Regions from separate parts of the Mus musculus genome. Here region 1 is linked to region 2. A link is a contact called in public HiChIP or PLAC-seq data. All regions are on one chromosome and are shown on one strand. The core of a region is the stretch at or near the end of the contact, and the rest is flanking DNA. Distances in the headings are between cores, read along the strand shown.

Region 1 (7,498 bases), core at 2,806-5,305, 720 kb after region 2:
GTAACATGGCCCCTCACTTCAATCTGGGCTGGGGCTCAAACCCAGGGCCTGTGGGCAGCCAAGTAAGCGCTCTACTACTGGGCTTCACACTTACAGATCTAAAGGAATCTCTTCTTTTGCAAGTAAGACCTGATGAGGCTTTTCTGTTATTGTCTTTGTACTTACCAACTTATTGTCTCTGACATTGCAGGACCTCTGTGGAAATTTCAGTATATGAAAAACTTCTCTGTGTTCTGGGTGGTGCAAATCTAGAGGTCTTAGTCTACAGTACTGGCACCAAAATACTGTGTGAGCCAGCTGGCTCCCAGAATCTCATGGGTTTCTAAAGGAAGTGCTGCTGGTTTGCTTTCAGTGACTCTCTGGTTTTGGTTTAGCACAAAAGGAAAAACTACCTTAGCAATCTCAAAGTTTCCAAGTGCTAGGACTAAAGGCATGTCCTATTGTGCCAAGACTAAATCCTTAAGCAATTTTACTTAAAAATGTTATTTTTTTATTTATTTACTTATTTACTTACTTACTTAACTGTCTTAGGGTTTCACTGCTGTGAAAAGATATCATGTTTAACTGGGGCTGGCTTCCATTTCAGAAGTTCAGTCTGTTATGGCAGGAAGCATGACAGTGTGCAGGCAGACATGGTGCTGGAGAAGGAGCTGAGAGGTCTCCATTCTGATCTACAGACAGCAAGGAGGAAACTGGCTTAGCTTGAACATTTAAGACCTCAAAGCCTCACCTCCACAGTGACACACTTACTCTAGCAAGGCCACACCTCCTAATAGTTCCACTTCCGATAGCCAAGCATTCTAGCCTAAGAGTCTGTGGGGGCCATCCCTATTCAAACCACCACAGCCACTTACTGATTTGTGTGTTGGAAGTCAAAGGGCAATTTGTGGGAATTCGTTTTCTTCCTTCCACTATGTGTGTGGGTGTCTTGCCCGTGTCTGTGTAACATGTGTTGGTACTTGCAAAGATCAGAAGAGAGCATCAGATGCCCTGGAACTGGAGTCACAGATGGTTGTGAGCTGCCGTGTAGGTTCTGGCATGTGAACTCAGGGCCTCTGGTAGAACAGCCAGGACCTCTTGTTGTGCCCAGATTGTAAAAACCCCAAAAAGACCACCAGGATTCACAACCCACTATAATCGCAGGAGGATCTTTATTCAAGCTCGAGCTTGGGCCACCAACCTTCCTGATGGAACAGGAAAGAGAGTGAACCCCCAGGTCTAAGGGAAGGGGGTTTAGAAAGGAAAAAAAACCGCAAGCAGGGTTTTCAAGCCTGGGCATTAATGAGAGGGTAAAGGTATGCCGTCCTTCAAACCTCATAGCGTTTGTTCAGACAGCGGGCAGAACCGAGCATCTGGAAAGGGACCTTTCTGACCTGGGAAAAGTAACTTGTGCTGTCAGAAGCTGGTGTAGTTTTACAGCTGGCCACAGCTGTCTGGGAACACTTAGTTCTCTCTTTTTCATAGTCTAAGAGTGGGCCATTATCATTGGCTTCTGTTTCTTTAGGGCAGGAGCCATCTGCACTTGAGAAATGTTGGTTGTTAATGAAAAGTGGTGTGAGTTTCAGTGATGTGGAGGCTGGGGTGGAAGCCAGGTGTGGGGGTGGAGTACTCAGAGGGAGGGAGTGCTATCTGCTCTGGCTCCACGCAGGGTCAGGAGAGTGTAGGATTTGATGTGCAGGTGTCTCATGTCTCTTCACTCTAACCACTGGAGAATCTCGCTAGCCCCCAAACTCTGTTTTACCTGCCCCTACCACAGTCTGGCATTTCTCTACATTGTCTGAGAACGGTTTTAAATTTCAGTTCCGTTTCCCCCAGGAAGCACCATGGCCCACGTTGCCTTGATTCCTGGCTTGTCTCGAGGATCTGTGGGAGCCGTCTGCACTCAGGCTGCTTCGTGGGGACTGAAGGCCAGCACTTTGCGTCACCTTACCCTAGCCAGGTGAGTTGTCAGCCTTTGGTATCATGTGGGTTGGTTCTCAGAGATCTGATCTGCTGATGGTTGGGGGGTGGGGTCCCTTCAAACTCAAGAGAGAAAGCACGCTGGCTTCAATGTGCATACCAACATTGGAAACTGCTGAGTGTGCAACTTACCACTGGTTGAGTTTCAGTATTTTGTACAATCCACAATTAATTGTATTTTCAATAGCCATGATTTGGTAGGGGGTGGGGGATGTGTGACAGGGAAGCTAGTTTAATTATTTTATAAGGATGATGCTTAATAACCCAATTTTTCCTTCTTTTAAAAAGCATAATTAAATCCAGAAGGAAAACGGACCACCTAGAGAGAACTGCCAGTGTCCTCCGCCGGGAGGTTTGTGTCTCTGGGGCATGGTGGGGGTCCTGGCTGGGCAGCGTGCACACTGACTGGCTGATAGGAAAGGCCTTAGGTGAGGCTGAGCCCGGTGAGGGTCAGTGAGATTTCCTCCTCCTGAGTAGGGGATTTGTACCTAATTAGATAGCAGTGGCTGAGTGGTGCTAAGGTTGTCCACTAAGTTTGGCATGAGTGGGTGTTTCAGTGAGGGAGCACGGCCATGGCCAAGGCCCCCTCCTCACAGGTACACTGAGGAGAGAGAACTTGTAGCGCCTACACATGGCTTACCTTTGTTTCTTTTACTTTTTTTCTTTTTTTTTTTCTTTTTTGCCATCATGTCAAAGTCCTTGTGTTTCCTGCTTTCGAAGCACCTCCTAGCTGGTCAGCAGCACTGACATCTGGGACAGAAAGGTGGCCGAGCTCTTGCCCCTCCCCTGCAGCCTGTCAATCATGCCCAGGCTCTAGTAAGCTAAGCTGCCTCCTGAAGGGTGCGGAGGCCTGGGAAATAGAGGAGCCTCACCTGTGTCCCAGCCCTGTGTCCGTGTCACACACACAGTGGACAGACATTTGCTTTGACTTTTTTGAGTAGTTTCACACATATTCAGATGTATTTAGTTTAGTGTGGTACATCTCTGTAAAGCAAGGGAAATCCTGTATGTATGCACTTCTACAAACATGGTCAGAAGTTATATTGTTGTCATAGTTGCATTTTATGTTACAATATAAGGAGACACTTTAACCTATATACTGCTTAGGCCCTCCTGTTAAAACTTAATTCTGCTTCAGCGAATTGCTTTGGCACTAAGGTGATTGTTGCTTCCGCTTTGATTAAATTTTCTTTTTGAGAAGTATGTGAAGCTAATGCCGCAGAGGAAGTTAATGGGCAAATAAGAAAATAGAGATTCCCACTGATGGATCTGAACACACACACAAAAGTGCTGATCAACATGAAGTCTTGTCAGATTATAAAGGAAAAAAGGTTTACATCACAAGCTTGTGTGTACACTTCTGTGGCCTGTAGAAGTGGGTAGATAAATTAGGGCAAACTTTGTCCAAAGGTCCAGGTAGTTAAGTAATCTCATCACTGGAGGTGCAGACAGTCATGGGTGGATGTAAGCCAATCATCAGGCTTGCTGTGTCCAATCAAACACGACTCTCCAGAGTACTGGGCTTTGGCCTGCAGGTAGCAGTTACCAGTGTTTGAATTAGAGTCACCATTCAGGATCTTATAGGGCAGAAGTATCAGGACTTTGAGGAGGTTCTTCTGATCCTGGTGTAAGACAAAGACAGGCAAATATAAGCTCTGACAGTGTGATTGACAGCAGAGCACTGGGTACACAGGAGTCAGGAAGTTTCAGGACTACAGTTCTGATCCTGTTGCTGTCTTTAGGAGAAGAAATTCCTAACTTCATTTCCCTCTTTTTATCTCAAACTTTTATTCTCCCAAACAGAATGAGAAGTGGGAGGAGATGGGAGGAGCTGTGGAAACCAGCTGATCTCTGGGGCAAGCACCTCAGCGTTGTGTGACATGGGGGAGGACTCAGTCCCCTCCAGAGTGTCCTCCCAGGCACAGAGATAGGGCAGTAGAGTGTACGGTAGCAAACCACATCCACTTACCATTGGCCGGCAACATTAGAAGTGCTTTCGTTTGTATTATCTACTTTACTGTTCCCAGCAACCCTATGAAGCAAAGGTGTTACTGGTTCAGTTCATAGTTGAAGGCAGCGAGGGCATTGGCCTGAGGTACATGGTGGTAGTAGTGCCAGCATTAAAGTCTGGGCTGTGTCACTGTGGAGTCACCTGTTGACAGCTATGAGCTGCTCAAGAGAAAGCCGGTGGCCTCGTACGCCGTTTCTGATGAAACAGGAAGTAGTGGAACTGAGTACAGAAGCCTGGCTGGAAGTTGTTGGAGTAGAATCTGTCACAGACGGAGGTTAGAATCGGGAGTATAGGTAGAAGGGACATTGCCTGGTGACACAAGTCTGTAATCTTAGCACTAAGGCAGAGGATAGCAAGCTCAAGGCCAGCCTAGGCTATGTAGAGAGACCCTGTGGTTTTTTGTTTGTTTGTTTTTTGTTTTCTAAGCTGCAGGCATGGGGGCCTGACATGAAAAATCAGCCACATGTTTTCCAAGACAGGAGGAAGAAGGGATTAACAACAAGCAGAGAAAGAGAGGCAAGGGGTTTTACAGCAGAGAACAAAGGATGGGAATTCCAGGAGCTATTTTGAGGTAGTAAGACGTTTTCTAGTAGAATGTTTTAAGTGATCTCTATTGAGACTTGGTTAGACCTGGAAGTCCTGTTGAAGGACAGGCCAGACTGAGCTAGCATTGGAGTGGGAGGTTTCCAAAGCGTCCCCTGGTGGGGCTGGTTGGGGCCCCTCCATTGAGGGGACTGCATTTGATTAGCCCCTGCCCAGTGCCACGGGTGAAGCTGAACAGAAGGGAGTTGAGGGGAGTCATGTCTGTCTTCTACCCAGGTTTAATACCCAGGTGTAGAGGAGGAAGAGGAATACAGAGCAGAGGGGGAGTGAAGGACGTGGAGACACCTTACATTCAGTGGGTGCTCAGTAGAGAGCAAAATCACCCCTGAGAGTAGTGCGTCCCAAACTCCCACTAGGAAAGGGCTCTGTGGCATTCTTGGCTTAAGGTCGTGACGCTTATATTTTAGAAAAATAAAATAAATTAAGACATAAGCATACAAGCCAAGTATGGTGGTACACATTTTAATCACCACTCAGGAGGCAAGGGCAAGTGATTTCAAGGCCAGCCTAATCCACTTAGTACCAGTCCAGCCAGGGCTGCATAGTGAGGCCTCAACTCAGAAAACAAAAGTCAAGAAGGAAGCACATGAGTACAAACCCAGACTCCTGTTTCTTTGCTCTGTAAAAGGTGCCTAATGCTTTCTGTGAACGTCTGCTGCTAGCATGCCATGGACTTCTTACTCAGAAGCAATCATGGCCTCGCCTGGCCTACTACTGAAGGGGACTTTAGATGCCAGCCAGGGCTGCTGAGGGCATCACACACAGCTCTTCAGGGTGCCAACACCCAGATGGATACTGGTTACACAGTCCCTGTAAGGACGTTTGTATTCAGAGTGAGACAGCATTGTAGTACATCTCAGAAAGTTCACTCAGTTTGCACACTTGATGCAGAGCAAAGCCGTGTGTGCTGTGCCTTGTTGGACAATTTTCCAAAACCACATGTCTCTAAGCCCCAGACCTCTCTGCTTCAGGTCATGGCTGCAGCTAAGGTGTGTGAAATCACTCACGAGTCTCCATCAGTGAAGAGCCTCCGTTTGCTTGTTGCTGATAAAGACTTTTCCTTTAAGGCTGGCCAGTGGTGAGTGGAGTTTCCCTTGTCCAAGGGTGTGTATTTATGAAAATTGCTATCAGGCAGTATATTTTCTTCTGGAAAGGACTTCTCTACCAGGAGAGAGGAATTCTGGGTCATTCCTGTTTTGGCATGCACAACTTGATTCCTTTTCTGGTTGGCACCCATGTGTCCCTCTGTCTAAAGCTACCTTTTGTAGTCCAGTGCTCGTCTGTGGAACCTCAGTTGTGTCTGCAGATAGTCACCTGATCTGCTCCAGTTGTGGTTGCTGGGCACTGATGCATTTCTGAAAAGCAGTCTTTGTTCTAATAGATTAGACAAGGTGGCTGAAAACAGGGCCTTGGCCTCAAACACAGAGGTCTGAGTGTATCACACCTGGCTGGCCACCTTACCTGGAACTCAGAGGGCCAAGTGCACCACCACACCTGGCTACTTTATCTTTTTGAGAAACTTGTCTCATTGAACCTAGCACTCGATTGATTAAAACACTAATGAGGGCAGACGTTAACCCGGCCTTGTATTCTTGGAATTTTCCTGTCTTTATTTGAATGGATATTGGTCTGTACTTTCCGTTCAGTGTCTGATTACCAGCTTCGTTAGAATAAGTTCCACTGTCTCTTCTCTTGTGTTTGGGGTAGTTTCTGAAGGGTTGCTTTTAATTCTACTTCAACTGTGTTGCAACTCCCCAGTGAACTGAACCTGAACTGAAGGTCTATTAGTTTTATTAGTTTAGTTCTTTGAGCTTGTATAGATCGGTTCAGGTTTCTCTGTTTTTTCCTGGTCCATCTTTGCTAGTTGATATCTTCTTAGTAATATGTGTGGTTCATCTAAATTACATCTTAGCAAAATAATTCTTCATAAAATTGCTGAAATTTTGTAAGTTATACTTGTTCATCTTCTATTAATTTAGCAGTTTAGCTTTTTCTTCGTCTACTAAAATGCTGTCAACTTTGTTTTATTGCCTGCTGTTGACCATTTTTTAAATTATTGCAACAGTGATGGTTTGTTCTTCTGTCCCTTTTAGGGTTGATTTCTTCATCCCAGGAGTCTCAGTGGTTGGTGGGTTTTCAATTTGCTCCAGTCCCCAACGGCTAGAACGAGACAGAATAATAGAACTGGCGGTGAAATATGCAGACCACCCTCCTGCTGTCTGGGTTCACAATAAGGTGAGCAACTACTTTTAAAACACAACTTTTTTTAATGTACATAATTATTTTATCGGCATGTTTGTCTGTGCACCATACGAACGTCTCTCTCCCTCGGAGGCTCTCAGATGCCCTGGAACTGGAGTCACTGATGGTTGTGAGTCACTGTGCGGGTGTGTGGAGCCAGACCTGAGTCCTCTGTAAGAGGGCCAAGTGCTCTGAACTACAGAACGGTCTCTCCAGACGCTCAACTGACTTTTAAATTTAGAGGTCTGAGCATCTCTGCCTCTCTTTAAGTCTGTGTTCTGCTCAGTTGGTCCCCTTGTAACCTGAACCTGGAGGGACGAGGGTCCTGAATAGCAGATGTCGAGTGGGAGGACCAGGAAGGAGAAATAAACTTAGGCCAAGCAAGCCTAGTAAGAAATACAGCATCCTATATACTAATTGAAAGGGGGAAGTGCCCAAGGTCAGCAGAGAGCTAAGTCAGACACTATTGGCAAAAAGAACACAGGATACCTCAGACACAGCTGCCTAAGACCTATTTTATGAATTCAATGGAGTTTTTTTTTTCCATTTGGTCATCTTAAGTTGTAGAAGCTTAGATTAAATCCCTGTCCAGAGTGTCTCCTGCTACCTGGTATGTGCAGTCCAGGGGCTGAATGCTCAGGCTTTGACCCTCTGAAATTGTGCGATGTGATACGTTACTGCTTC
Region 2 (6,526 bases), core at 146-2,645:
CTCACTGCCAGAACAGAGCAATTGAAAGGGACTCCCACCAACTCTGAGATGGAATTTAACAGGCAAAGCACTTATGATCACTTGGCACTTAATCCCACAGCACATTTCAGTGTGTGGCATATACATTATAAAGTCCACTACTGGGGGCTGGAGAGATGGTCAATGGTTAAGAGCACTGACTGCTCTTCCAAAGGTCCTGAGTTCAATTCCCAGCAACCACATGGTGGCTCACAGCCATCTGTAATGGAATCTGATGCTCTCTTCTGGTTTGTCTGAAGACAGCTACTCTCAGATTTCCATTAGAAAAAGTACCTTAGTGCCACAAATTAAATCAGACTGAGTAGATGAGACCATTTAACAGTATGTCCCCCTGCCCCTAAGACTATGCTGACCAGTGAAACTAAAAGCTTCTCTTCTCGGGACTGTCACCTGGAACTGCCCGCCTGTCTCTTCTCAGTGCTCACCTTTGTAACAGCAAAAGTGGGAATTCTAATCCAGACCTTGGTGTGTGAGCTAAAATTTCCAGGCTCCATCATCACCTTACCTGAAAAGGAGAGCAGATGCCCCAACAACCAAGGCAAGAGGAGAAGACAGACAACAGTGGACTTTCTCATCGGAAGTCACAAAGTCTTCTCGGCTTTTATTACACCCAAGGTAATAAAACAAGTACAAAATAACCTTGTAATAAGGATACTGTGTCCATCAATAAAAAAGAAACCACTAGTGTATGAAGAGCTATACACACATGGCTAAAATTAATAGTTGTAAATGGGGAGTTGTTTTCTTTTTTTTTTTCTTTCAGAAATGGTAGATTAATAAAACAGGACAAATAAAATACAGTGCTCTAAATATGCATAACCATAAACACTAAGTCTATACACTACTATTAGCATAACAGATCCATTGCTTCTATTTACCAACCATGCCCATTCCCTCCTAGCTTTAAGGACAGCTTCCTCTAAGGAATACTAGGTGCAGCATAAACCTTAAATAATCTCAGGTATTGTAGGAGTTACAGTCTACAGAGAAATGAACTCCTTGTCAATCTAGATAAGAGCAATGCCAACCATTCCTCACATGCACTTCTCTTAGAATAAAGCCCCTTGGCTAGCAGGCTAAGCTCAGGCTACAAACTGCCCCCAGCCACACATCCCCTCTATGATATCTACGTCCCCACATTGGCATTCACCGTCCCCACCCCTAAAAAGTGCAGTTCCTGGTAGCTTTCCTAGGAAATGGTTCAACAGGTTTCCCAGAAGACACGCTTCTGAAAGCCCCTCTGAGCGAGCACCAGTGGTGGTGATGAGGAACTGTGTTCCTGCACTGTAGTTACAGCAGTGTGTTCTGAACACTTGAGTTTGTGTGTGTGTGTGTGTGTGATTTTTAAAATTATCTTGGTGCCCTGTGATGTAATGGAGAGAACATCTGTTTCCCCAAGAAGAAGAGGAAGTGGGGATAGAGATGAAGGCTGGTGACCCCAGTCTGGCTAAGTGTCCAGCTCTCCTCCTGGCCCTGCAGGTTCTTTCTCAGAAACTAGTTATTGCTTCCACGCTGCCGCTACAGGGAATGCTCTGCAAAGACCGTGACCCTCCCTGGTCACGGTTTACCTGCAATGGCTCTGCTCTGAAAAGCACACCAGCCCAAGAGCTCTTACCAGAGGGAAAATGTTTAGCCCTCAAGGTCACTGAAACTTGGTTAGTGCAGTTTAGAGTAAATGCATACTATTTGGCTTATGTTAAATGATTATTGGCACAATGTTCTTGAATTTCATGTATAAATATGATCTGCACATAGGCCATAGCCCTTGGGTGGATCAGCCAATCTGCACCATTTTTATGTCAGCAATAATTCCATCTCTTCCTTTTGAGCACTGTAGGGAGAGCTGCTTCATCCGGGTTTCCAAGGCCTGGCTCTCAAGGGACGTGCTGCTTTGGCTCCTGCTCCTGCCACTGCCACCGTTGGTGCTGCCGAGAACACGGTTGTTGTTGGCTTTGTCACTCATTTTATTCTCGGCCCCTTCTGCTCTGTCTCCTGCAGAGATACAAAGATTGCCAAATGGGGGTGGTCAGTTTCAAGAGTTCCATAGGCACCAGCATCGGCCACCTGAGCCCTCTGCCATTCCTGCTGTCCACCATACATCTCAGAGGTTCTCCAGCACTGGGTGGCACACTACATGCACTCACTAATCTGTTCTTTAGAGATGAGATGTACCATTGTCATTTTGTAGCTAGGAAGCGAACCTCTCCAACAGGAACTTGCCGAGAGGATTGTTCTTAGGGGAGACATGGGACCTAAGTTCTGCTTGGTTGAAGTTGGCCAGGACTGTAGAAGTGCCCTTGAAAGTAATCTGAGTGATCCATCCCACTGTATGTTCTCAGGGCCCCTGAGACCTGGCAAAGGTATGGACAGTGCACAAGTTGAGCTGCAACCTACCTCGTTCAACCTCACATTCAGGGGAGGAGGCCCCACTGCATTCACTTCGAGGACCCAGTATTGGGAACATCATCCCAAATTCTGACAGGGACACAGGGCTAGGCAGATCCAGACTGCCAGGCCTTGCCACTGCAGGGAACTGATCAGGCATTTCAGACGGACTCGTCGGTCCCGAACTAAAGCTGGACACAGACTGGGTTTCCGAGTCATCTTCAGACACCAAGTTGCTGCAGTTGTCATCTTCAAAGGCTTCTGATGCCACTGTGATGAGAGAGGACATCAATCACATGGGATCTGCCAGGTAGTAGCCCAGTCCCTTAAATGCCTGCAGACATGCTCTCTGCTGGACATGCTCACACAACATGGAGTCTGCAGGACCTGCATCGCACCTGAACCTGTCTGACCAGCCTCCAGAACAGTTTGAAAGGAAGCGGCTTGTCCAGCATATACAAAGGCCTGAGTTCCATCCCCAGCGCCGAAGGAAAGGGGAAGGTAAATTCAGACTAGCCCTTTGTAATGTAGCCTATACTAGGCAGAAGGAAGACGGAAGCAGCAAGAGCTGCTGGAAGGAGGGGCAGGCCGGGGTGGGATGTCTGATAACTTCTGATCTCAACAGACACGCTACAAAGTACAGTGCTCCTTTCCAGTACTCTAACTGACTCTGAGTTTGTGGACAGAATAACCGAGGCTCAGAGACAGGCCATTCTTGTTTTCAAAGCCTCTTCAGCCTGCACTATCACTTTTAAGATCCTTCCCAGTTCCCATTGTGCCTGTGACTGTTTAAACATGGCCTAGCGTTCCAGAGTGGATTGATACAAGTGCTGTGCTAGGAAATGGGTCCAGATCTGAACTCATATCCTAACGCCACTGCTGACTGTGTGGCCTTGTAAGTCACTTGACTGCCCAGCTTCGGGATGCTCTGTGCACAGGATTAATGAGGTAATATGTAAAGTAACTCAGTACATAGGCATTGGTTACATTTTAGTTTCATTTCCCTTCAAACTGGCAATTCAGCATTTGTTGATGGCCTTTAACACTTGGTGGGGCCAGAGATGCTCTTCTAGAGGACCCAGGATTGATTTCCAGCACTTACATGGCAGCTAATAACTAATTCCACAAGACCCAGTGTCCTCTTCTGATAGCAGGCAATTATGTGGTATACATAGATTCATGTGGGAAAGATACAAATTATTTTTCTTAAATAATAGTAATAAGGAAAAGAAAAAAAAAGAGTTGCTGAGGAGGAAGCCTAAGCACACAGGAAAGGGAGAGCTATGAGGTAGTGTTCTTGTCAGTAGTTTTCTTGATTAACGGAAGCTAGGTCAATCCTATCATTTCTGCACAGGATATCCCTGAGCAGAGGAGACCCGTGTGCTCAGACCCTAGGGAGAGCTGCCAGGTATCTCCTCAGCACCCTGTGTAGCAGAGTAGACCCTCATGCAGCTGACACAGCAAACACATCAAGGCCCCTCTGTCCCCCATCATTGGTGAAATGGGAACTGAATCAAATCTGGATCCCAAGTCCCTATTACACCTTTCCTCAGAACTCCTTAAAGGCTTGAATGCTCTCCTGTGTACTTAGACTGCCTGAGACGGGGAGAGGTAGAACATTTCCCAATCTTACTGGACCACAGAACGCTAATACTCAGTAGCAATCAAATGAGCACAGCGTCCCACAATACATGAGAAACCACCAAAACAGCCTGTAGGCTGCCCAGCGCTCACATTCATCTGTGATGGGCAAAGAAAGCAGATCACACACACTGATCCCTGCTGGTCAGACTTACCAGAAATGGCGTCAGGCTCAGGTTTGCTTACAGGCAGGTTCTCCACTGAGGCGATGCTGCCCTCTGCCCCCACGCCACAGCCCCGGGGCCCCATGGCATTGGAACGCCGCCGCTCGTGTATCTCATCTGAGATCCTCTCCAGGCTCTTCAGGGCTGCCTTGTACTCGCCCTTTGCCAGGGCCAGCTTGGCCTGAAGGTCATCCACCGTCTTCTTCAGTTGCTGAATTGGAAGATGGGGGACTTGGTAAGCCAACGTGGCCCTGGATGTCCCCACTGATGGAGGGGGTGACACATGATTACAACACAAAAGAACTTCTTGACACACCCAAGATAATTGACTAGAGAAGGATCCAGTGACTTTCACTCATGGCTCCCCATTCAATGTGAAGAGCATCTCTTTCATCTCCACACCAGGCCATAAGACAGACGAGAATATGCAGATGGTCACTAATAGAATGCAGCCCTCATGGGAGGAATGGTAGACACATTAAGTCCTGCAGCCTCCTCACTTGGTTCCTGATAGAAGTTCCTGGCCCATATCTGAATCACTTGTAGGGTCATTTACAATGCAGATAGGTTCTGACATAGGGTGGGGAGCCTGGGTACTCTACCAGAATGTTCTTAGGGCAGCTTGTCTTGGGCACTCACACTGAGACCTAATAAAGGCTGGCACAATACAACAAGCAGTTGAGAGCGCGCAAATGCTGATAGCGCTGGACAACACGCAACACCCAAGACCATGTTGAGAACTGAAGTCTAGAACTATGTTTCTCCATTCTCCCCTCACAGCAGGACATTTAAGGCCTAGTACCACGTTAAAGTTGAATTTTGAATTTGAGGAGGGGTGGGGAACAAAATATTAGTGACAAATACAAGGTCACACATACCTCAAGCTGCACGTAGTACTTTGCCTTTAGCTCAAAATAAGGCCTGTAGAAGACAGAAAAAAATAAAAAAAACCCTGTAAGAATATGATCTCATGAATTCTAGATCCATCCATTACAGCTAGTCAGGCCATTCAGCATATAGGCCACCAGCAGAGCTGTTGGCTAATCCAAGGAAGCCCGTCTCAAGATTTTGGAAACTTTATTCCCTGGCTTGTTTTGCTCTGTAGGGTGGCTGCTTTGGCCTACTGGGGCTGAGAAACAGGCTGCTTAAAATACTCCCTCTGCTGAGACCAACTATGGAAGAAAGCAACGCCACTCCCTGACAGCTGGGCCTAGCAGGACCGCTGTTTCTTCAACTTCAAATCAGCCCTCCTGTACAGTAACCAAGGCTAGACAACTAGTAGACTAGGCTAGACAACTAGTAGACTAGGTTACAGGCAAGGAAAATGATAAGTGCCATGCACTCTGGGTCAGACAGAAGAACTGGTACTTTGTAGCAGCTTTGGTGTCTGAGCTGTTTCTCCTCCATCAAATTCCTAAGTCCTGCGTCTGTAATTGCTAATGGCAACACCTTGCAGGACCCCTCTGCTATGTAAGGAAAATCTGAAGCTTGGGCATAAGCTCCCTTTAGTGGCCAGCACTGGTGTACAGAATATGTGGTAGATGTATGAGATGTCCAGGTGAAAGATGTAAACATGGATGCCAAAGAGGGAGAACAGGGCAGAGTGTCATCAAAGCGACAGGAAGACAGAGTGAGCCCCCTGGAGCCCTGAAGTCATTCCATGGGGACAAGGAGTGGTATGTAGGCAGACAAGTGTCACCAAACAAAACAATAACATGGAAACGTTGGCAGAATGTGACCACAGAAAGTCTGTTTCCTTAACCTTGTTAGTGATGAGTGAGCATGGTGTGAGAGAAGTGGACAGAGGGCACCAGGGACGTTAAGGCTCCAGGTGCTCACACCAAACAAAGCAACCTGCAGAGCAGATGCAGACTACTACTGGGGGACAGCTCGCTGAGCAGGGAACTCCAGGGCCTACATAAAAGCACTTGCTCGACAGTCCCCCGTGGGAGTACATAAAAGGAGCAGCCGCAGAAGAGCCGGACTTACTTGGACTTGTTGATGGCTCGCTTGAGTTTCTTCTCCAGCTGGCGCATGCGACCCATGGCAGCGTTGTACCTGGCTGCCGTCTCCTTGTGTACTAGCTCACTCCTTGTCTTGGTCTGCTCGGCCTCCATGACCTTCCAAACAACAGCAGAGACAAGCCAGGTCAGGCCCAGAACAGCTCCTGACTTATACTGTGTACACTCATTTCATTTTAAAAAAGAAGTCCCTGAGTAAATCAATAGGAAGACAGATTAAATTTCAATAAAATAGGATCTGCTTTCTTCCTGATCTGTTCTGGAAAAGCCTGTCAG

Evidence for each region. HiChIP or PLAC-seq counts read pairs in DNA pulled down with a chosen protein or histone mark.
Region 1: an H3K4me3 HiChIP or PLAC-seq map of bone marrow-derived macrophages shows a contact between it and region 2, with 4 times the contacts expected there. The contact joins two enhancer-like sites. A contact is called at or near these places in 8 of 39 promoter capture datasets (the 3T3-L1 cell line, the HPC-7 cell line, HPC-7-derived erythroid cells and 5 more), 1 of 484 Hi-C or Micro-C datasets (cortical neurons) and 3 of 115 datasets of contacts at active chromatin or transcription factors (bone marrow-derived macrophages, differentiating embryonic stem cells and hepatocytes).

Annotation. Positions count from the first base shown.
Region 1 is chr14:32,089,821-32,097,318 of GRCm38.p6, forward strand. Oxnad1 (oxidoreductase NAD-binding domain containing 1) reads left to right here. Exons shown (of 8, transcript NM_145460.2): 2 at 1,816-1,939; 3 at 2,248-2,311; 4 at 5,545-5,651; 5 at 6,667-6,808. The coding sequence starts at 1,824. Among named protein-coding and RNA genes, the nearest start is that of Oxnad1, 7.8 kb to the left of the region's middle. Within about 2 kb of position 4,056, at least 51 of the 459 cell types and tissues checked have an H3K27ac peak or open chromatin away from gene starts, as enhancers often do. A contact at or near this core is called in bone marrow-derived macrophages, where this site is marked.
Region 2 is chr14:31,373,171-31,379,696 of GRCm38.p6, forward strand. It overlaps Sh3bp5 (SH3-domain binding protein 5 (BTK-associated)), which reads right to left. Exons shown (of 9, transcript NM_011894.3): 5 at 6,219-6,349; 6 at 5,108-5,150; 7 at 4,221-4,440; 8 at 2,434-2,694; 9 at 1-2,031. The coding sequence ends at 1,814. Among named protein-coding and RNA genes, the nearest start is that of Capn7, 40 kb to the left of the region's middle. Within about 2 kb of position 1,396, at least 2 of the 459 cell types and tissues checked have an H3K27ac peak or open chromatin away from gene starts, as enhancers often do. A contact at or near this core is called in bone marrow-derived macrophages, where this site is marked.